Regions from separate parts of the Mus musculus genome. Here regions 1, 3 and 4 are each linked to region 2. A link is a contact called in public HiCAR-type and HiChIP or PLAC-seq data. All regions are on one chromosome and are shown on one strand. Each heading gives the region's core, a stretch centred on a gene start, on an enhancer-like site or on the middle of the called end of the contact. The rest is flanking DNA. Distances are from core to core; before and after follow the strand shown. Region 1 has its middle 11 kb from the start of Ren1. Region 2 has its middle 82 kb from the start of Snrpe. Region 3 overlaps Sox13 (SRY (sex determining region Y)-box 13). Region 4 holds the start of Etnk2 (ethanolamine kinase 2).

The links. HiCAR-type assays count read pairs that join an accessible place to other places. HiChIP or PLAC-seq counts read pairs in DNA pulled down with a chosen protein or histone mark.
Region 1: an H3K27ac HiChIP or PLAC-seq map of embryonic stem cells shows a contact between it and region 2, with 6 read pairs. The contact joins two enhancer-like sites. A contact is called at or near these places in 3 of 39 promoter capture datasets (cranial neural crest, embryonic stem cells and liver), 2 of 115 datasets of contacts at active chromatin or transcription factors (both in embryonic stem cells) and 1 of 9 other capture datasets (adipose tissue).
Region 3: an H3K27ac HiChIP or PLAC-seq map of embryonic stem cells shows a contact between it and region 2, with 4 times the contacts expected there. The contact joins two enhancer-like sites. A contact is called at or near these places in 2 of 15 datasets of contacts at CTCF or cohesin (both in embryonic stem cells), 15 of 484 Hi-C or Micro-C datasets (colorectal tumor organoids, embryonic stem cells, stem cell-derived neural progenitor cells and 1 more), 8 of 115 datasets of contacts at active chromatin or transcription factors (the HPC-7 cell line, embryonic stem cells and fibro-adipogenic progenitors) and 3 of 9 other capture datasets (adipose tissue, embryonic stem cells and liver).
Region 4: a HiCAR-type map of embryonic stem cells shows a contact between it and region 2, with 4 times the contacts expected there. The contact joins the promoter of Etnk2 here to the enhancer-like site in region 2. A contact is called at or near these places in 4 of 39 promoter capture datasets (cranial neural crest, embryonic stem cells and liver), 2 of 484 Hi-C or Micro-C datasets (embryonic stem cells and nephron progenitors) and 7 of 115 datasets of contacts at active chromatin or transcription factors (embryonic stem cells and pancreatic cancer cells).

Annotation. Positions count from the first base shown.
Region 1 is chr1:133,336,999-133,341,996 of GRCm38.p6, reverse strand. No RefSeq gene overlaps it. Among named protein-coding and RNA genes, the nearest start is that of Ren1, 11 kb to the left of the region's middle. Within about 2 kb of position 1,431, at least 5 of the 459 cell types and tissues checked have an H3K27ac peak or open chromatin away from gene starts, as enhancers often do. A contact at or near this core is called in embryonic stem cells, where this site is marked.
Region 2 is chr1:133,525,956-133,530,692 of GRCm38.p6, reverse strand. It overlaps the pseudogene Gm8596. Among named protein-coding and RNA genes, the nearest start is that of Snrpe, 82 kb to the left of the region's middle. Within about 2 kb of position 2,687, at least 16 of the 459 cell types and tissues checked have an H3K27ac peak or open chromatin away from gene starts, as enhancers often do. A contact at or near this core is called in embryonic stem cells and pancreatic cancer cells, where this site is marked.
Region 3 is chr1:133,383,642-133,389,122 of GRCm38.p6, reverse strand. It overlaps Sox13 (SRY (sex determining region Y)-box 13), which reads left to right. Exons shown (of 14, transcript NM_011439.2): 6 at 126-194; 7 at 560-674; 8 at 1,957-2,039; 9 at 2,195-2,357; 10 at 2,829-2,938; 11 at 3,033-3,129; 12 at 3,514-3,657; 13 at 4,450-4,666; 14 at 5,199-5,481. The coding sequence ends at 5,472. Among named protein-coding and RNA genes, the nearest start is that of Etnk2, 23 kb to the right of the region's middle. Within about 2 kb of position 3,417, at least 63 of the 459 cell types and tissues checked have an H3K27ac peak or open chromatin away from gene starts, as enhancers often do. A contact at or near this core is called in embryonic stem cells, where this site is marked.
Region 4 is chr1:133,361,610-133,366,917 of GRCm38.p6, reverse strand. Etnk2 (ethanolamine kinase 2) reads right to left here and starts at 3,346. Exons shown (of 8, transcript NM_175443.5): 1 at 2,900-3,346; 2 at 1,083-1,342. The coding sequence starts at 3,154.

The DNA.
Region 1 (4,998 bases), core at 182-2,681, 190 kb after region 2:
CGCAACTTCTACTTTTCTAAGATTTTTATATTTTATCTCCTGGTTTCTTTTTTGTTCATCTGCCTAGCATTCCTTAACTGTATGTTTCAACTTACTTTATTTTTTTGTAGTTTTGCTGTTATGTGCTAAGCTTCCCAACTTTTTGATCTGCGTCTTTCTATTTTTAGTGCATCTTCTATATTTTTGTAGATGTAAATTTCTCTTTTATCTCTCCTCAGTAAGATATTAATTATAGAATGATTTTTAAATACTATCTTTGAGATGAAAAGGTTCAGTGCACAAAAATGGAAATATTCTTAATACTACTGAGCTGCCCACTCACCAATAGTTATCATGGTAAAGTTCATGTTTTAGCTATACATTAAAAATGTCCAGTGGGCAGTGGTGGCACACATCTTTAATCCCAGTACTCAGGAGGTAGAGGCAGGTGGATCTCTGAGTTCAAGGCCAGCCTGGTCTACAAAGTGAGTTCCAGGAAAGCCAAGGTTATGCAGAGTCTCTCTCTCTCTCTCTCTCTCTCTCTCTCTGTCTCTCTCTGTCTCTGTCTGTCTGTCTCTCTCTCTCTCTCTCTCTCACACACACACACACACACACACACACACACACATATTCCTCTACACTTTCTGACCTCTATTTTCTGTTTGCTTTGGTCTTCTTGGGCTTTTTTGGGTCTCCCATGCTACCTTACTGCTCTACTCAGGGTTAAGAACTAGGTAGAAGGGTCTGGAAACTGCCCTAGCAATACTCTGGGGGTGGGGGTTGGGGATGTCCACTGTAGGATCTATACAGCATTCTCTGGAGCACTCTCTAATATTGGAAGATCTTTACCCTGGGTTTTGTCATCTCCTGTCCTGGAATATAAACCTTGCTGCCTGCTTGGCTTCCTGGAACAGAGAAAGAAAAGGCCTCACCTAAGAATCCACACAGTCCCTCTCCACAGCCATTCATCTCTGCCTGGATAGGGCTATTCCCCTCTTCCTTCACCTAGCTAGCAGGACTGACTGGTGTGGAGGCTGGGGGTAAGCAGAGTACTACACTCAGGAAGCCTAAGAGCTTCACATGGAATTTTCAGCCAGTCCTCCTGTTTGGGGACCAAGCTTCATCCATTGACCAAGCCCAGCTTAGTCAGCCAACAGGTTCTCCAGCGCAGGAGGGAGGATTGAAAAGAAAGAGACAATTAGAAAATGCTGCCGTGTGACCCTAGTCAAATCTGAGACTGAAGGCAATTTAATTTTCCCAATCTGCTTTTTATACCATTTTAATTACATGCAAGTATTAAGGGAGAGTAGTACAAAGAGGAATCAAGCAAGACAATAGTCAAGGAACAAGCAAGGCAATAAACACAAAGCCCCATGATCACTCAGTGATAGCTGTTTCTAAGGATGATCATGATATCTGAGCCTACTTCTTTGTTCTACCCTAAAGCCAGATTCTTACTTCCTTGTCCTTGGCCAAAGTCAGGTCCCTGCCCGACCTTCTTTGTCTTGCTCCATTGTCAGATTCTTGCCAAGCTTACTTCCTTGTCATGGCCAATGTCAGATTCCTGCCTGAAGCCCATTTCCTTGTCCTTGGCCAATGGCAGATTCCTGCCAAGTAGCTCCCCAAAAGGCTCTCCACATCTCCCCCCTTTTAATTATAAACAAGGCTGAGCCTGTCTTAGGTTGTTCTGACAAGAACGAGGCCCCAAATATTGAAAAAGACATTGCCTTTGAATCTTTTCTGGAGCAACAACTACTCCCCAAAATTTTAAAGCAAAGGTTTGCAGTAAAACTCCTTCAGGGGGATCAGCTAATAAAATATGATGAATATACACTGAAAGATTCAAAGTCCTAACTTCTTGAATTGAAGCAGAGACTTTTTTTTTTAACACAATGAAAGGATATTAGCCATTCCTTGAGGCAAAACTTTCCAATGATACTGGTTCATGGGCTCTTTAAAATTACAAGCAAACACACTAAATGCAAGCAACCTTTACAATCGTCAAGATGCAAAAGCATACAGGCCAATCTTCCAAATCCATAATAATTATATATGGAGTAGGCAGGCCAGATTGTAATGCCTCTACAAGTTTCGTAGTTTCATTAGCCTTTCGCAAACCCTGCAACAATTTCCACCTGCCAGATTTTTTTCTTAATTAAAAATATGTGCGAGTCAGAATCCTGAGCCTGTGCTTGACCTGCAAACTGCAGCCAATGGAGCACTGGCAGCTTAACCATAATTTTAAGTTTCTCTTGTAATACCAGAGCACAACCACAATTCTGGAAAGCAAAACCCAATTTTAACAGTGTAAACAATCCATTCTCTTTAAAATCAATACTAAAAGCATTACTTACATGTTACAAAGTTTTTAAGTGTCTCTACTTTTGAACTGCAGTTAGCGACCCTGGGTCATTCTGAGAGGGCAGCTCAGAGCAAGCAAGAACTTTGGAAAGCAAGACTCAACCTCCAACAAACCAGTCTCCAAAAACACCAGGTGAATCACCTCCATGCTACAAAGTTTGGCTGCCCGTTCCTGCACACGAATACAAGATGGTACAGCAGCCTCCAATGTCTCAAAGAGACACTGCCCTAAATCCAATCTTTTATAAGTCTGGTTTCTAGATAAGAATTATATAGAATATTACCCAATTTAAGGGTATCTTTTTTTGTTTGTTTGTTTAAAGATTTATTTATTTATTATATGTAAGTACACTGTAGCTGTCTTCAGACACTCCAGAAGAGGGCGTCAGATCATGTTACAGATGGTTGTGAGCCACCATGTGGTTGCTGGGATTTGAACTTCGGACCTTCGGAAGAGCAGTCCTGAGTGCTCTTACCCACTGAGCCATTTCACCAGCCCCTAAGGGTATCTTTAAAGACCTGTTTCCATGGGTTGGTTCAAGCCACATGTTATAGTTCTGAATTACTCCAACCCAGAGTTACCAGTTTTTTGTTTTTTGTATTGGTTTTTTGAGACAGTGTTTCTCTGTAGCCCTGGCTGTCCTGGAATTCACTTTGTAGACCAGGTTGGCCTCGAACTCAGAAAATCTGTCTGCCTCTGCCTCCCAAGTGCTGGGATTAAAGGCGTGCGCCACCACCGCCTGGCTCAACGAATGAGTTGCCAGTTTTAAGCCAACTTTCTGTTATCAATGTTACAAATTTTTAATCATACCCAATAATTTATAAGCCAATAATCTATAAGCAAGACGTGCAGAACATATTTATCCCTTTAAAGGCAGTCAGAAACAAAAAATGAAATGGCTGCATACATTTACTTATTTAAACCAGACAAAACTTAATTTTTCTAGCTGTAATTTCAAGAGAGGAGCACCTTGTCACTTGCTGGACCCAATAATCACAGTCACAGAGATTATTCTAGGAGAAACAGCCATCAGTTCCCTTATCGTAGAACTTGAGAAGCTGCTGGCCCCTTTAAGAGCAGCTTTTGCAGACAATCAGCTCCTGGCAGGGCTTCTCCAGCTGCACCAGACTCCTAACTACAGGTGCAGGGCTCAGAAGGCCAATTGAGAATGTTTTTAATTTATTTTTTTCATTTCCTCTTTTTCTTTCTTTCTTTTCTTTTCTTTTTTCTTTTTTTTAAACGAGTTAAAACTAAATCAAGGGCTGAACAACCAGCAGGTAAAGTTTTAACCATTTCTTCTTTTGAACATGAGACACAGAACAACAACCAACCAATCAAACAACAAAATGAAGACACAGACTTAACATTTAAAAAAAAAAGTCAGTTTTGATGCACATGGACAGAATTGGCATGCCAAGGGCAGACAACAGACAGAGAGAGAAGAGAATTAGACATCCTGAAGGGACCCAGATATCCTACCTAAGAGACCCAGAACCAAACATTCCTCCAGCAGGAGCCAGAGAGGAGGCAGGATGTCTTCCGACCTCCTTCTGTCCCTAGGAGAGCTCTGAAACAGCTTATGTTCATTTTCCTTCTCTTTCACCAAAGCATCCCCAGATAGTCGGACAGGACTACTTTTCTCAAACCCATTCTCTCATTTCTCAGGTGTAAACTATCTCTAGTCAGGGTCCAAAGACTAAAGTGTCTATGAGAATTACCTTCTTGTCTCTAGATGTTCGCATTGCTCTAAACACATACACAAAACACACTTTACCTTTACCTTGTCCTTCTACAAGGTTTATTCACCACTGGCCCAAATCTTCTTTACTTTCCTTTACACGTGCTTCTAATCCCCGTGGTGTCCATCACTGTACCCTGTCTACTGGAGCTCCCACATTGGGGCGCCACCTGACCAAGCCTGCTCAATCAACAGGTTCTCCAGCGTGGGAGGGAGGATTAAAAAGAAAGGGACAATTAGAAAATGCTGCCGTGTGACCCCAGTCAAATCTGAGACTGAAGGCAAATTTAATTTTCCCAATCTGCTTCTTATACCATTTTAATTACATGCAAGTATTAAGGGAGAGTAGTACAATGAGGAATCAAGCAAGACAATAAACGCAAAGTCCCATGATCACCCGTGATAGCTATTTCTAAGGATGATCATGATATCTGAGCCTACTTCTTTGTTCTACCCTAAAGCCAGATTCTTACTTCCTTGTCCTTGTCCAGTGTCAGATTCCTGCCAAGCAGCACCCCAAAAAGCTCTCCACATCTCTCCCTTTTTAATTATAAACAAGGCTGAGCCTGTCTTAGGTTGTTCTGACAGGAATGCCTCCCTTACCTGTCTTCAAGACATGTACAGCTTGTTTGTGTTATATGAACAAACATGGCCTTTTAGTGTTTGTTATAAACAAACTTGGCCTGTTGGCACATGCCTCTGTCTTAGGTTGGCAAGGCCCTGTGCAGAATCTTACCTGTTCTTGGTTTGCCAGCCTGTTAAATTAATAACTCTGTTTGGGGGCTCATTCTTAGTTTTAAGCCATGTACTTTGGCCACCAACATGTTGATATTGTTAAAGGCAAGCTTTAATATGATGGGCAGGAATAAAAGTATTCCCAGGACAAGAAGGGCTAGCATGATCAAGCTATACATTATTC
Region 2 (4,737 bases), core at 1,438-3,937:
GATAGAAAACATGACCCAACCATATGTTGTGTAAAAGAGACATGTTTCAGATTGAAGGACACAGAGGTTAAAACTGAAAGGATGAAAACAAAACAAAACAACAACAAAAAAAACAATACTTACATAACTGAGAACAGCCAGAGTGGTGTAGAAACTGAGAGGAGACAAACAACTGCTCCTCAGGGTAAAAGAGAGCATTCTCTAACAGGAGGCAAGCAAGAGGGGCGAGCCTGCTACCACAGAACACCAGAGGGCAAAGCAGGAAGATTGTAGGTCTAAAGGCATTGGTAATTGCAGCAAGGTTCTGTCTCAAGGATAGAGGGTGAGTGTGAGTGTGTGTGTCTCAATCAGTAACTCATAACAATCATAAACTTTAAAAAATTTTTGTAGTTATATTTATGTACAGAAAACTTAGTATACATTTAACCCATTTAGTGGTGAGTTCTTTAGCCTTCACCTTTTCCAGCTTGGCAATGCAAGTCACAGATCTAGGACCCAGGACGTAGCCTCCCCAGTGGCCACAGATCTCGACATATCTGTCATTATAATTGGTCCTAATAGCTTCCATCAGCTTAGCCAGACCACCCTTGTCTTCCGAGTTAACCTGTGTGAAGGCAACAGTGGTACACGTCTTCCTGTGGATCAGGCACTCCAGCCTGGCCTTTCACTTGATGATGCAATCCGCGCACCCCCCATCTTTCGACACAGGGCAGGCAGGAAAACCACCACTCAATGGGGTCTACGTCATGGGCAGTCACCACCAGCTGAGTCTTCTTGTTCTCCACCTAGGTGGTGACTGTATTGACCCCTGCTCAGAGGACAGGTAGTCTCTTAGTTGGGACGTCGCCTTTGCCAGCAGCTTTCTTCTCAGCACAGGCCAGTAGCCTTTGCTTCTTCTGCTGCATTGTCTCTGGCCTGTACTTGTGGGCAAGCTGTTTGCCTGTCCAGGGACTGGGTGAACTGGTTAATAGCAGGAGGTACTTTGAGCCACTTATAGAGGATGGCTCTTTACCATTGCAGCCTGATGTAGCAGGGCCATTTGACAAAGCGTGTTAGATCTCTTTTGGGCTAGATGTCCTGCCCAATGCTGAAGTTCTTGGGCCTTTTCTCAAACAAAGGATTGACCACCTTTTCACCTTTTTGGCCTCCTGTTTCTTGATGGTGGCAGGGGCCAGAGCCACCTTCTTCCCCTTGGCTTTCTTTCCTTTGGGCATCTTGCTCATCTGGTAGAGAGAGAGCAATCATAAACATTTTTTCCTCTTTTTTTTATTAGCTATTTCCTTTATTTACATTTCAAATGTTTTCCCCTTTCCTGGTTTCCCCTCTGAAAACCCCCTATCCCTTCCCCCTCGCCCTGCTCCCCAACCCACCCACTCCTGCTTCCTGGCCCTGGCACTTCTCTATACTGGGGCATAGAGCCTTCACAGGACCAAGGGCCTCTCTTCCCACTGATGACCGACAAGGCCATCCTCTGCTGCATATGTAGCTAATCATAAGCATTTTTGTACTGAACAATTGAGCCTCAAATGGACAGAATTGAAGGAAGCCATAAGGTGACTCAATAATCACAACTTGAGCCTTCAATACTTCACACTCAATAGAACAGCTAGGCAGGATCAACAAGGAGGCAGAGTTGAACTTTATAAACAAAGGAAACACTGCCCCAGCCCAGCCGCATTCATTTTCAAATGAACAACCATTCTCCAAGTTCACAAGACCATCTCAACTCAAGTTCTACGAGAGCTGGCTGCGTGGCCTCTTCAGAGATGAAGGTAAGAAGCTCTCTGTCTCAAGGCCAGCCTGGGAAACTTACTTAGACCCTGTGTCAATCACAGCTGTATCATGTTGATACAGCTCAGCAGTAGAGTGCTTGCCCAGCACGTATGAGAGCCTGGGTTTAATTCGCAGCAATGCATCCAAATAAATTACGCAAAGTACAATCGATCGATGGAATCAGCAGTCAATGACAGAAGGCTATCTGGACAAATCTGGACATTTTACACACACTGCTAAATAACAGAACATAAGGAACACAACTAACATACACACTCTTAAGATACTACTTGTTTTTTTCCAGAAAGGGTCTCACTCTGAAATCCTGGCTGACCTTGAACTCAATATATCTGCCTGCCTCTGTCTCCTAGTCCTGGGAGCAAAGGTATAGGATGCTTTACATCCAGCAGGGCTGTAGATTTTAACTTGCCTTTCTTAAAAGTTCTTAAAGGAAATGACTTTGTAACTGTCTACTTTTTAGAAACAACAGTTAAAGTGTCAACCACCAAGTCCTTTGAAATCCTTAAGAAATTTTAAATTTTACTTTTTCTCTTCTTTCTTCTTTCCTTCCTTTCTTTTTCTTTTTATGAGTTAGAGCCTCTCGGTGAGTTCAGGATGGCCTTGAACTTTGTAGTTAGAGCTGCTCAGCTTTCCAAGTAGGATTGCAAATATACACTGCCACACCCAGCTTAGATCGTCCAGAACAGTGAGCCGTCAGAGGCTCTTATATCCACACAGTGCTATTGGCTCTAGAATGCATGGATGACAGCCTGGGAGTGTCCTGACTGGTGGCTGCTGTTCCTCATCATTAGCAGTGATAAGAATAAAGGAAGGACAAAAGTAGGCTCAGGGACTCAGCCCACACTACACCCTATAAGTGGGCTCTGCTCCATCACTAGCCTCACAGAACAAAAGAACAGAGACAAAAGAGAAACCTGAACACCCTCCACAGCTGGACTGCCTCCGCCAGACAGCCACTGTGACTCCCAGGGGACCCAAAAAACATTTCTAGTGTGTTCTGTCCTTCTTGGGTGGCAGAGCTCCCAGGATCCAGGTCACGTTAAGTTCCAGAGCCTGAGCTGCACAAAGCAAAGATCCAGGCCTCCAGTGGGAGCCACTCTAAAGGAAGTTTCCACCCAGCAGGTGGCCAGCCTTTGCCTTCACCAGCCTACGTCATTATCTATAAAATTCATACTTGAGAATTGCACAATCGAGTTACAAAATAAATCAATAAATCACACTAACATCTCCTACTTTTAAGTAGGCTTCTCATGTGTGTTGGGCACATTCACAGTTCATGTTTACAGGAGACCTATGGGTTGTGGGTTGGACATACATGGTAGAGGGGGAAGGTATGGATTTGAATACAGCTTTGTCTTAAGAGGATACCTTGAGACCTGGCAGCGGTGGCACATGCCTTTCAACTCAGCACTCAGGAAGCAGAGGCAGGTGAATCTCTGAGTTCAAGGCCAGCCTGCCTGGTCTACTGAGGAAGTTCCAGGACAGCCAGGGCTACACAGAGATACCTTAGAGAGTGAGAAAGAGGGGGGAGGGAGGGAAGGGAAGGGGAAGGGGAAGGGGAAGGGGAAGGGGAAGGGGAAGGGGAAGGGGAGGGGAGGGAAGGGAAGGGAAGGGAAGGGAAGGGAGAGGGGAAGGGAAGGAAGAGGGGAAGGGAAGGGAGAGGGGGAGGGAAGGGAAGGGGGAAGGGAAGGGAAGGGAAGGGAAGGGAAGGGAAGGGAAGGGAAGGGAAGGGAAGGGAAGGGAAGGGAAGGGAAGGGAAGGGAAGGGAAGGAAAAGATGGAGGAAGACCATTCTGAAGTTGACATTCAGCTAGTTTTGAGAACCTTTGGTCCAAATGGCTTTTGAAAGAATAAAGCATTGTTCTTCAGTTTTGTAGCTGTGAGCTGGGCCTCACTGGGCCAAGAATATTAACATTTTCAGACAGCTGGTTAGCTGAGGCCTGAAGGTTCTGGAACAAATCATGGCTTCTCAGAGAGCAGAATTATTAGACCAATTTACCTTAAGCCAAGAAACTTAGATTCAATCTCTGAGCAAAGAAATAAACAGCATACCAATAATCAGAAGCTGATGGTGTCCCAAATGGGCCAGTCTGACCTCAGCTTACAGAGCCTGGAAATAAGCAATGGTGAGTACCCAGAGCGCAAATCATCTTAGACTCTCTTAGACCCATCAAAAAAAAATAGTGGTTTGCTTTTTTTTTAATCTTTGAAAAAATTATGAAATTATATGTCTATGATGCATGTGTGCAAGATTCGCTCACCCATGTTTGCACATGTGCTCAGAGGACAGAGATTAATGCCCAGTGTCTTCTAGCCCTCCCAGCCTTTCTACTTATTTATTTTTGAATCAAGGTCTCTCATCAAAGATAGAGCCTACAGTTGCAGCCAGACTGTCTGTCTGTCCTGGAACTCACTCTGTAGACCAGGCGGGTCTTGAACTCAGAGATTCACCTGCCTCTGCCTCCTGAGTGCCGAGTTGAAAAGTATGTGCCACTGCTGCCAGGTCTCAAGGTGTTCCCCTTAAGAAAGTTATATACAAATCCATACCTTTCCCTTCTACCAAGTATGTCCAACCCACACCCATAGGGCTCCTGCAAGCCAGGCCAACTGTGAATGTGTCCAACACACATGATAAGCCTTCTTAAAGTAGGAGACCTTAGTGTGATTTATTGGTTTGGTTTGTAACTCAATTGTGCAGTTCTCAAGCATGAACTGTATAGACGATGATGTTGGGTTGCAAGGTCAACGTGGAATCACATCATCTCTGCCCTGGGATTCCAGGCTCATGCCTCCAGATCCAGCTTCTACCTGGGTGCTAGGGATGCAAACTCAGTTTCCCCATGCTGGAACAGCAAATGCACTCCTCCTCCTGGGTCATCCCTACAGCCCCCTCCCATTTCCTTTTTTTTTTTTTTTTCCTCATTCTGTTTACCTCTAGCCTTTG
Region 3 (5,481 bases), core at 2,168-4,667, 140 kb after region 2:
GCTCTCTGCTCTGTCCCCTTGCTCTCTACTTGGCCTCCTGGGGGAAGTCAGGGGTAAGCTGGGACAGGCGCCCGAGGAGGGCCTGGGCCGTCCGTGATCCCCTTGTCAACTCCATGCCTCCCCAGATCGCCAAGCAGCAGCAGCAGCTGATTCAACAGCAGCACAAGATCAACCTCCTGCAGCAGCAGATCCAGGTGCTGATGGGAGGGGCGCAGGCCAAGGGTGGCACTGGCCCGGGGAACCATCGGGAAAGGGGTGTGGAGCAATCCCTCCTCCATGCACTGAGCCTGATGAAGAGACCATACTTTTGCTCCAGTTCCCTCCGATTCTATTGTCCTGTTTTTAGAGGGTGACCCAGGATGTCTTCCCCTGGTCCCCATTGAGATGTAAGGACAAGGAGATGGGTTCACAGATGTGATATGGTAGACAGAACCATTGGAAAACTGTTCCCACTCTGTACCCTGTGTGTACTCACCCCCCCCCCCAGGTCCTGGGCTGACCCCCCAGCTGGACAGCTCTTTGGTGCCCAGGGACTTACAGTGGGTTTCTTTGCCTTCAGCAGGTTAACATGCCTTACGTCATGATCCCAGCCTTCCCCCCAAGCCACCAGCCTTTGCCTGTCACTCCTGACTCCCAGCTGGCTTTACCTATTCAGCCCATTCCCTGCAAGCCAGGTGAGTGGGGCGGGCGGGAGGCCACAGAGGCAGCTTCCTTGACTTGAGGGAAGGAGTCCGGGGCCACAGTTTGGGATCTGCCCAGTGGAAGAACAAGTCCTTTCTGAACTTAGTCAGGAGAATGAAAAGGAAGAGTGTGCCGCCAAGCTCTCAGGAGACTCAGAAGGCTCTCTGAGGAGGTGGCGCTTGATGGTTGGGTCCTGGAGAAGGGTGATAGGATCCGTGAGGGAGAAACTGGAACTGAGGTGCGAGGCTCAGCGGGAAGGGCTTGCGTGTGAGCGGTGTGAGAGCGACAGGGATCCGGGAGGAGGCTGTGGAGGATTGGAAGGGAGTGCCTTGGAACACTTGAGCAGGGAGTGTGTTCTCTCTGGCGGCGGGGGATGGGAATGAAGGTGACAGATGGAAGGATCGCAGTGAGTTCTGGTGACAGTGCCCACAGACAGAGTTGGGACAGGGCGGACATGCTGCCTGTAAATGCCACACAGGATAAGTAGCAGTGAAAACAACTCGTAATCTACCCTCCCTGTTCCACGTGACCGAGACAGTACAGGCTCCCAGCCACAGAGCCAACCAGGCTTGCTAGCCTGAGTTCATCATCCTCAAATATCCTCCATCTTACTACCCCAACTCCACCCTGGCTGAAACTGAGTGTCCTCCTCTGAGCCCTTATCACTACCTGCTGTGCTGCTAGTGATTGATACACAGTCTTATCTCTGCTGCTTTCCTTCTTGATTCTAAGCCCAGTGAGGTAAAGTAGATAGGAGGGAGAGAACTGTCTAGGCCAAGGGATGGGTTATGGAGTCTAGACCTGGGTTCAAATCCTGCCGCCGCCGCCATTTAATTTGTTTGTGGACAGCCCGCTGAATTTACAAGGTCTGTTTCCTTACCTGTTAGGTTGTATAGAGAGCCCTGACTAATACACCTGTAAGATGAGGCTGTTGCTTTGAGTAACCCTTACGTACCATACATTTTATCTTAGAGGGGAAGCACACGCAGTAGCTTTGCCCCCTACACACAGCAGGGACAAGACCCGAGGGTGCCGTCCCTTGTGTGTGCATGGGGAGCTCTTTAGAGTGGGTTGGAAAGGGCAGGCAAGGCCATCAGCCTGCAGGGGCCATATGGGAAGAGGGATAGATGGTTCCCTGCACTACCTTAGCCTGACAACAACAGGAAAGGTTGGACCAGCTCTACACTCTGCCCTGTGGTCCTGGGGCCTGTCACTTGGTGCCTGCTATTCTGGGCTCACCTGGGACTTTGTCCCTTGCCGCTTTTCTTTCCCCAGTGGAATACCCACTGCAGCTGCTGCACAGCCCGCCTGCCCCTGTGGTGAAGAGGTCGGGGGTGGCCGCCCACCACCCCCTGCAGGTACTCCTTTGCCTACCTTTGCTGCCTGGGAGCCCCTCCCTTGCGGAGCCAATGTCCCTCTTTGCTCTTGGCTCACTCGCCTTGAGTCCTGTCTGTCCTGTGATGGGGTGGTCCTCCTTGGGTGTTTCTCATTCTCTGTCTTTTTGGGTCGGCAGGAGCCCCCACAACCACTGAACCTCACAGCCAAGCCCAAGGTACCTGAGCTGCCCAACACCTCCAGCTCTCCCAGCCTGAAGATGAACAGTTGTGGGCCTCGCCCCGCCAGCCATGGGGCTCCCACAAGGGACCTGCAATCCAGCCCCCCCAGCCTGCCTCTGGGTAAGCCTTTTCATCTGCTCTCACCTTAGACGACAGTGAGTCGTCTCACCTTAGACAGTTGAGCCAGACGCCACCTTGGGCACGGTCCTTCCCTTTCTCCGTTCTAGTTTGGGGTTTTTAAACAGTTCTAAGGTACTCCCATCACCGAGCTCCACCCCAGCCTCTGCTTTCTTAAAGCCGGGGATGAGGCTTGCTCTGAGGACGCCTCCTTCCATGGCGCCTTTGTTCTCCAGGATCAGATTAGACAGCATGGGGTCAGGCCACTGAGCTGCGCATCTGAGAGAGTTGCCTCATTCCCGACCCTTGGCACCCTGCAGCAGGCAGTCCTCAGGGAGGTGTGGGGATGGGCAGGGAGTGTACTGCCACAAGGAGACCCTTAGGTGTGACGTGGCAGGAAGCATAAATATGTGGGCTGCTCCTGGGACAAAGCCCTCGGGTCCCTGCCCTTCACTTTGTTCCCTCTCCAAACAGGCTTCCTCGGTGAAGGGGACGCCGTCACCAAAGCCATCCAGGATGCCCGGCAGCTGCTGCACAGCCACAGTGGGGCTTTGGAAAACTCCCCCAATACCCCATTCCGGAAGGTATGGGCCAATCTTCCTCTGCCCAGAGGACAGGAAGATGAAGACAGGATGACAGAGGAAGTACTCATGCCCACATTGTCTCTGTCACCTGCAGGACCTCATCAGCCTGGACTCCTCCCCGGCCAAGGAGCGGCTGGAGGAGAGCTGTGTGCATCCCCTGGAGGAAGCCATGCTGAGCTGTGACATGGATGGTGAGAGCTCTGGCGCTGGGCGCCACTTAACTCCACTAGGGCTGTGTCCGTCCCTGATTCCTTCCTCCCTCCTTTCTTGGGTCCTTCCTGGCATGTGTCTCCATTGTTCCCTGGTGTCTCTATCCGTGGGTCGTCTTCTGGTATCTTGTAACAACTCTGTGGAGCCCTGCTTCTCTGGATCTTTGCTGTGCCTGTTCTCTGGCCGTGGTGGGCCTCTGCTTACCGCTGGCCTTCGCTTCCCTCCTCATCCTCTACTTCCTGCCTTGCTAGGCCTGAGCTGACTTCTCTATGAGCCTCATCAGTGCCTCCTGGTGGCCATGCAAGGGATATCTCTGCCAGCCCCAAAGCTGTTGCCTGCCTGACTCTTACCTACCCATCCTCCAGGCTCCCGTCATTTTTCCGAGTCTCGGAACAGCAGCCACATCAAGAGACCCATGAATGCCTTCATGGTGTGGGCCAAGGATGAACGGAGGAAAATTCTCCAGGCCTTCCCAGACATGCATAACTCCAGCATCAGCAAGATCCTTGGTAAGGGCCAGGGCGTGGGTCCTCTGCAGCTCAGGGTGTTGAGCCCAGGGGACATAGCTCAGTAGGACTGGGTCTGTTTGGAGTTTTCATGCCTTATTGAATCCTGGTAGAATCTTACCAGGTGTAGCAGTTGAGATGTTCTTGGCAGCTGGATCCTAGGACCTTGTACCAGCGCAGGGCTCTTTTGGTTGTCCCTCCCCTTGGGATTTTGTGTATTCTTTACCACCTCCAAACACCCGGTGCCTCTTATGGCCTGTGCTTTGGCAGAAAATAGAGACTAGCATTGTGGACCATTGGTATAGAGACTTTGTGTCAGAGGCTGAGGAGCGGGCAGGGCCGACAAGTCTGAATAAGGGTGGTGTTTTCATGGCTGAGTCCCCTCCAGTAACTGCGCGGGTTTCTTGTCTGGAACACCAGGGTTGTTTTCGGCTTTCCCATGTCTACCCTGGCCCATGCTCTACCACTGAGCTACACCCCAGATTCACATCGGATACTTGATGGCTTGGAGTGGCTGCTCTTTCGTGAATGCCTTTGGGGCGGAGACCTCTCAGGGGTGCCGAGTTGTTTGACATGAGAATGGTACAGACTCCCCGTCATTGCCAGCCTCATCTCTTCCTGGCCCAGCATCCAGGGAGCATCCACACTTGGCCAGGCCCTTGATGAGTGCTTATGCCTTATCATTTTTGATCCCAATTGAAGACCAGGGTCCAATCAGGACTTCTAGCTAGGGCTTGGAACCTGGTGGGGTACCACGAGAGTCTGGCCCTTAGTTTTTGCCTGGTATTGGATCAGGTTCTCGCTGGAAGTCCATGACCAACCAGGAGAAACAGCCGTACTACGAGGAGCAGGCCCGTCTGAGCCGGCAGCACCTGGAGAAATACCCTGACTATAAGTACAAGCCAAGGCCTAAGCGTACCTGTGTCGTGGAGGGCCGGCGGCTGCGAGTGGGCGAGTACAAGGCCTTGATGAGGACACGGCGCCAGGGTGCTCGCCAAAGCTACACCATCCCGTGAGCAGGCCCTCCCTGGTGGCCAGAGGCGGCTTGTGGCTGCTGTGAGAGACTGGGGTTGTGTGTGTGTCTGGTCTTTGTGTGAGGCAGGCAGAGCAGCCAGCAAGGATCTGGGAGCAGAGTTGTGTGCCATCTGCCTGTGTGTGACCCCTGATGGATAATGACTGTGTGCGAGACTGGTGACTGGGAGTTGGGTATAAGACCTAAACTGGGGCACCTGCAGCCTGACAAACGCAGGGCAAATTGAGAACACCACAGGTATTCATCCCGTAGGAAGGCCCCTTATTTGACCATGACAGGCACTAGGGTAGAGTTCTGTGGTCAATGACACTAAAACAAAATAATATTCACGTGCCACCGTCCAACATACCCTCGACTCTGAGCTTTCGAGCTATAGCTGGCAGTGAATTTGGCCATCAGGAAGCACACGCAAGGGCCAGAGTATGCCGGTTACCCAGCCTGCAGGGAGGGCTGGAAGGGCTGGGAGGGCACATGGGTACATCTGTAATTGCGAATTTTCTCTGCCTCTCAGCCCGCAGGCTGGCCAGGCACAGGTGAGCTCAGATATCCTGTTCCCTCGGGCAGCGGGCTTGCCCCTGGCACGTCCACTGGTGGAGCACTATGACCCCCAGGGCCTGGACCCCAACATGCCTGTCATCATCAATACCTGCAGTCTCCGGGAGGAAGGGGAGGGCACAGATGACAGGCACTCGGTGGCCGATGGAGAGATGTACCGGTACAGCGAGGACGAGGACTCAGAGGGTGACGAGAAGAGTGATGAGGAGCTGGTGGTACTCACAGACTGATCCCCAGCT
Region 4 (5,308 bases), core at 2,097-4,596, 160 kb after region 2:
ACTTATGTGGGTTGACTGGTGGGCAGCACAGAAGAGGCTAAGCCTACCCATAGGTGGGCATTACTGCCCTCAGTATGCCAGAAAAGTCTCCTTCCTCTTGGGTTGGGCACAGCATATGCCAAGCAAAGCCCCTAGACAGACCCTGCACTGCTGGCTCCAACATCGGGAGTAACCCTCGAGCCTCACGATGATAGTCTGGTGGTCTTTATCCATATCTTTCATGACTCTGAGGGGTGGGGGAAGAAGAGGATATTGCTTGACCCCCACCCTACCTCAGTCGGAGCATTGAGAGTGGTATGCTCTCTGCTCTAGAGTAGTATCCACAGGGCTTGAAGGTTAAACACAGTTCCTAGGTGCTACATATCCAGGGACTGGGACTAGGACCTAGTCCTTGTGGGCCTTCTGCATGAAGGCCTCAGCAGTACTCCAAATCTGGATGTTCACTGTCAGGGAACCCAAAGGGCCCTCAGCTATGGGGGAGGAGAGGCTAGTCCAGCCTGCTAAAGTTGAGTTCGTTCATCCTGCATAGGCTCGTTGGTCTTCACACTTTTCTGTCTTTGCAAAAGATGGGAGGAAAGCTGGTCAAGGTGTCATACACCTTTAATCCCAGCATTTGGGAGGCAGAGGCAAGTGGGTCTCTTAGAGTTTAAAGCCAACCTGGTCTACATATCAAATTCCGGGACAGCCATTGCTACATTGGAAGGCTCTGACTCCAATAAACATAAAATAAATAAAAAAGAAAGACAGGCAGGGTAGAAAGCCTGTGTGCCTTCAGAATTTGGCTCAGACGTCATTCCCGGGGCTTCTGAACATTTCCACGGCAGACAAGTGGACAGAGGTTTGAGAAATGGGGTGGGGTGGGGTGCGGTAACAACCTGGTCTCTGCTGTGTTCCCCTGGAACTCAACCCTCTAGTGGATACCCCTGTAAGCCTATAGAATGGTGTAGCCTCTGAGTAGCATATATTAACAAATATTTTCAATGCAATGGCGGGCCTTATGACTCTCTTCATTGTTCACAGCCAAGACCATCAAAACCACAGCCTCTGAGAAAATGATGTATAATGCCCTGTTCCCTCCTCACCTGAAGAGCTGGGGCTCTCGGATGTGTTCAGGTCCCAGGGCCACACCCTGCACATACTCGTAGCACAGCCCGTTCTGAAAGGTACAGTAGAGTTTGGGGGCGCAGCCGTGTGCTCGCAGCAGTTGGAAGTTTCTGACCTCATTCTCCCGGTCCACCAGCAACTCCGTGCGCTCCCCATACACCCGGACCAACACGCAGTCCCGCATGTCCTCCTCCACATAGCAGGCCAATAGCTTGTTGGTGATGCCGTCTTTGAAGCGCTAGCATGGGGAGAGGACAGCCATGGGTGGGAGGGTGCGGCATGGTCCTCCGCTCTCTTCCCAGAGCTTCAGTCAAAACAGAATTCGTTCACTGGAATGCTGAACATAACCCCACGCCAGCTAGTACTAAACTGTGCCTTGGAATAAAGGGACACTCATGGTGGTGGATGGGAAGGAGCAGCCACACTGAGTCCAGGCACACTCACTCAGCCTAGCTGCGCGTCCAGGCCATGCTATCTAGCACAGTGGCCACGTCTGCACTAGGCGCTGGAGAGAGGCCCTCCCCTCCTTTCTCCATCCTGGCCCTGAAAGAACCCCACTGCAGGCAAGAATGTAGCCAGGGAGGGCTAGAAATTGCCCAGACAGACACCCTGATCAGCTGCCTCTCATTAAGGCAGGCAAGGGCTCTCAGAGCTGTATCTCCTGCTCTATCCAGTGGCAGAGAGACAAGGAGGGTACTGAAGTTGGCACTCTTCCCAGGGCTTTGGTGGCCAGAGGTCCTTGAATCTCTGAATTCCACACCAGGAGGAACAGGAGACAATATGAGTGGGAGCCCAGACTCTCTGGGCAGGGTGATAAGGAGGGAGGAACCCTGAACTAAAGGTTTATGGGCGCTATGGGGCAGAGCTGGATGGGACTTCAGGGGACCCACCCCTTCTAGGTGAGACGACAGGCCTAGTGGGGGTCCAGATTAGCATCTGGTATGCAGTGCTGGGTTTAATCTCAAATATGGCTTGATGCCTTCACTGTCTGTTCCTGACCAGGTCTTCTGAAAATGTTACCACATTCAGCCCAGATTCTCCTTAGAGCTGCCCCTTCCATACTCAGAAGGCCAATGACATGGGGCCCGAACCCTCCAAAGCAGGCTGTCAGGGGTGTAGGGCTGGGTAGGTTTTTAAGAGAATGCAGGACAGCGAGGGAGGGAGTAAGCTAGGGGCTCGCAGTGGGCAGTTCTGCCCACAGGTGTGTGTGTGGGACAAAGTATTCAGCTGAGGTGGGAAGAAAATGGAGTGGGGGTCAAAAGGGGCGTTGCTCAGAGCTAGCCTGAGGCCACGTGAAGAAGGTCTCAGGGCTTAGCTGGAATTCTGAATTGCACAGGGCTGGCTCCTGGGGCCACAAGGAATGCTCAGATCCCCGAGGCTTGGATCTCAAGTTAGGGCGAAGGAACAGCATGGGTGTAGGGGGAGGTTTCCTTAAAAGTTCGTGCTTCCTCGGGTTGTCAGAGTGGCTGGGTAGCACTTCTGAGCAACTAGGGGACAAGCACGCAGCGACAGGGGGTGGGGCTGCACGCGCAGCACGCTGACAGTGGGCAGGTGGACCTCCGGCGGCAGGAGCAGGCGAATGGGGAGGGTCCAGGGAAGCGTGAGCCCAGCTTTGCATAGGGATCAAAGAGAAATGGAGAGTTACACACATATTCAAACCACGGTCCAAAACATCTCCTGCGCAACAGCCGCAAAACCCTGGAACCCGCACTTGGAGGATGCACTGACGGGCGTCCACGCAGCCCCTCTGCAGCCCGGCAGCGCCCCATCCCCGGCCTCACGCCCTCTCGGCTACCTTGGTCCGAACTTGTTCGGGCTTCCAGTGCGGCCGCAGCTCCCGAATGAGGCGCAGGGCACCGGGGAGGATGTCGTCCTGTTCCACCGTGACGCTGAAGCATGGGACGGCGGCCCTCGGGGGCCCTGGAGGCTCCCAGCAGCCGGCGCTGGCCACCGCCTTCTCCTCCATGCTCCATGAGCACTGCGGGCAAGGCTCCTGCCTCCGCAGGTAAAAGGGCGAGCACGGCACTGGAGCTGAAGGGGGCACAGCCATTCCCAGCAGCCCCACCCCCTCGGAGCCGCCGCGCCCGCGTTAGCCCCTACGGGGGGGCCCTGAGAGAGAGTGGGAGTGGTCGAGGAGGGGCCAGGGGAAGTCCATGACTCATGAGCGAGCTGCCTGTTCCAATCTCCGGCGATGCAACCGAGCAACACAGCTGGCCGGGAATCGCCAAGGTCCGCCGCGACAGTGACATCATGGGTCGCAGTAACGCCCCTTGCCCGCCCCGCCCCCGCCTCCGGGCGAGTGCAGCCCGCCATCTCCCGTTGCTGGCTCCACCGCTACCTGGAGCTCTGGGTGGGGGATGCCCCGCCTTAATGACGCAAAGGGCGGAGCCTCCCCAGGCCCCGCCCCAGATCCCTGCTCCAGTATCCTAGTACTGGTTGACCAGTTTCCCACTGGAGCCCACAGCTAAAGAGCTCTTTTCCGGGTAGTCTAGGGTAAGGGGCTGGGGCTAAGGAGGGAAGAGCTTGTCTTTGTCCCAACCTCATCCTGGAACGTGGAGATCGGATGCTCCTATAGTGTGGGCTTCGGCTTGCCATTAAATCTCTTGGGAAAGGTTGGGCTGCGTTTCTAAGGCCTTCTAGGCATCATTCAGCACCACACACACACACACACACACACACACACACCTTCGATGGAGAACAGCATGGTGATGGTTCAGGGTGAGTGTCCCATAGGCAGACTGGACTCTGATAGAATGTTCCAGGGTACTTTTATGAGTGTACAAGCACATTGTAAGCCAGGACTTTGAGCAAGACTGAGTTTGGCTCACTAAATAATCCTTAAGCCTTCCTCCCTGTCCTGCAAGGCTGACTGGGCATAGATAGTGGTCGCACAGGTGCCCGGAGCTCAGTGTTTTGTTGAGCAAAGAGGTGATCAAAGGCCATAGTACAACCTAGGGATCTATGTGTATGTAGCATGACAAGGGGAAGGGATAAGTCCCCTGGCAGACTTACTGTACAGAGAAGACACATGGAAAGAGGCCAGGCCAGCCCTTGGAAAGCCCGTCCCTTAGTCATATATTCCCCTGGTCACTTCCAGAGTGAGACCAGTTAGCTGCCAGCTCTCTAGCATAGAGAGACCTGGGCTTGCCTTGGGACCTCATTTCTTATCACCTCATACTGCCCTACTTGAAAAATGCCTACAAAATAGATGTGTTTCTGTGTCCCCAAGGTTGTCCCTCCGACCTACTCAGGAACATCTCCACCACGAGGCCTTTTGGTTCTTGCTGCTTTGCACCCAGGTCTTCTGGTCCAGTTTCTGTGCTGGTGCCTCTTGCAGGGGCCACTAGCCTCACGTGGCTACTCAGCCCTTGAAATGTGGCCAGTGTGACATTTTGTGTAACTTTAATCTTTATACGCATACAAACAACAGCATGCAGCCACTGTACTGGACATTGTAGCAGATGGTAGGGAGGGACCACCTACTTGAGGTCATGATGTCCCAGGATGCCAGAACTGGAAAGGACATTGCCTCCAGCTCTTTCTTTTGCAATAGGCAAAGCAAACCTTGCGGCACAAGGGAACACAATCAGTGGGAGTCCAGACTCGCTTTCTCAGCTCTGTGCCAGCACCCTGAAAGCAGCTCCCGCTATACAAATATCACCTCAGAGAAGCCCTGGGTCCTTAACCTTAGGAGAGTGAAATCCTACAGATACCAAGCGCTTGGTTGGGACACTCAGTACCTTGCTTTTGGGGGAGGAGGGGTCAAAGAGGGATGAGGGAATACAGGTTGATGCCTGCTTTCTTATCCCCTAAGCTATACACTCTTCATGGGCAGTCTGAGGGGTGAGTGGAAAAAGAGTCCTCTACCAGCCCATTGTGGGTGGTGCCTCCCCTGGGCTGGTGGTCCTGGGTTCTGTAAGAAAGCAGGCTGAACAAAACCTGTGGAGCTTAGGCCTGGAGGTGGAAGACAGCCCGTGTGTGCACCTGACCCAAAGCAAGGTGTTTGGAGCTCTGTCCCTGTGCCAGCACTGCGCATGTGGGACTGAGGTGAGAGCCCCGCCCCCAGGGGCTGTGTCATTTGGGTTGGATTCTCTCGGATAGTTTTTCAGGTTCCTTCTCCGCTTGATTCTTCACCGAGTGATCTTGGGCAAATTAGCCTTTTTATGTGTTTTTCTATGTGTGTGAGGTAGGATTATTGGATGTC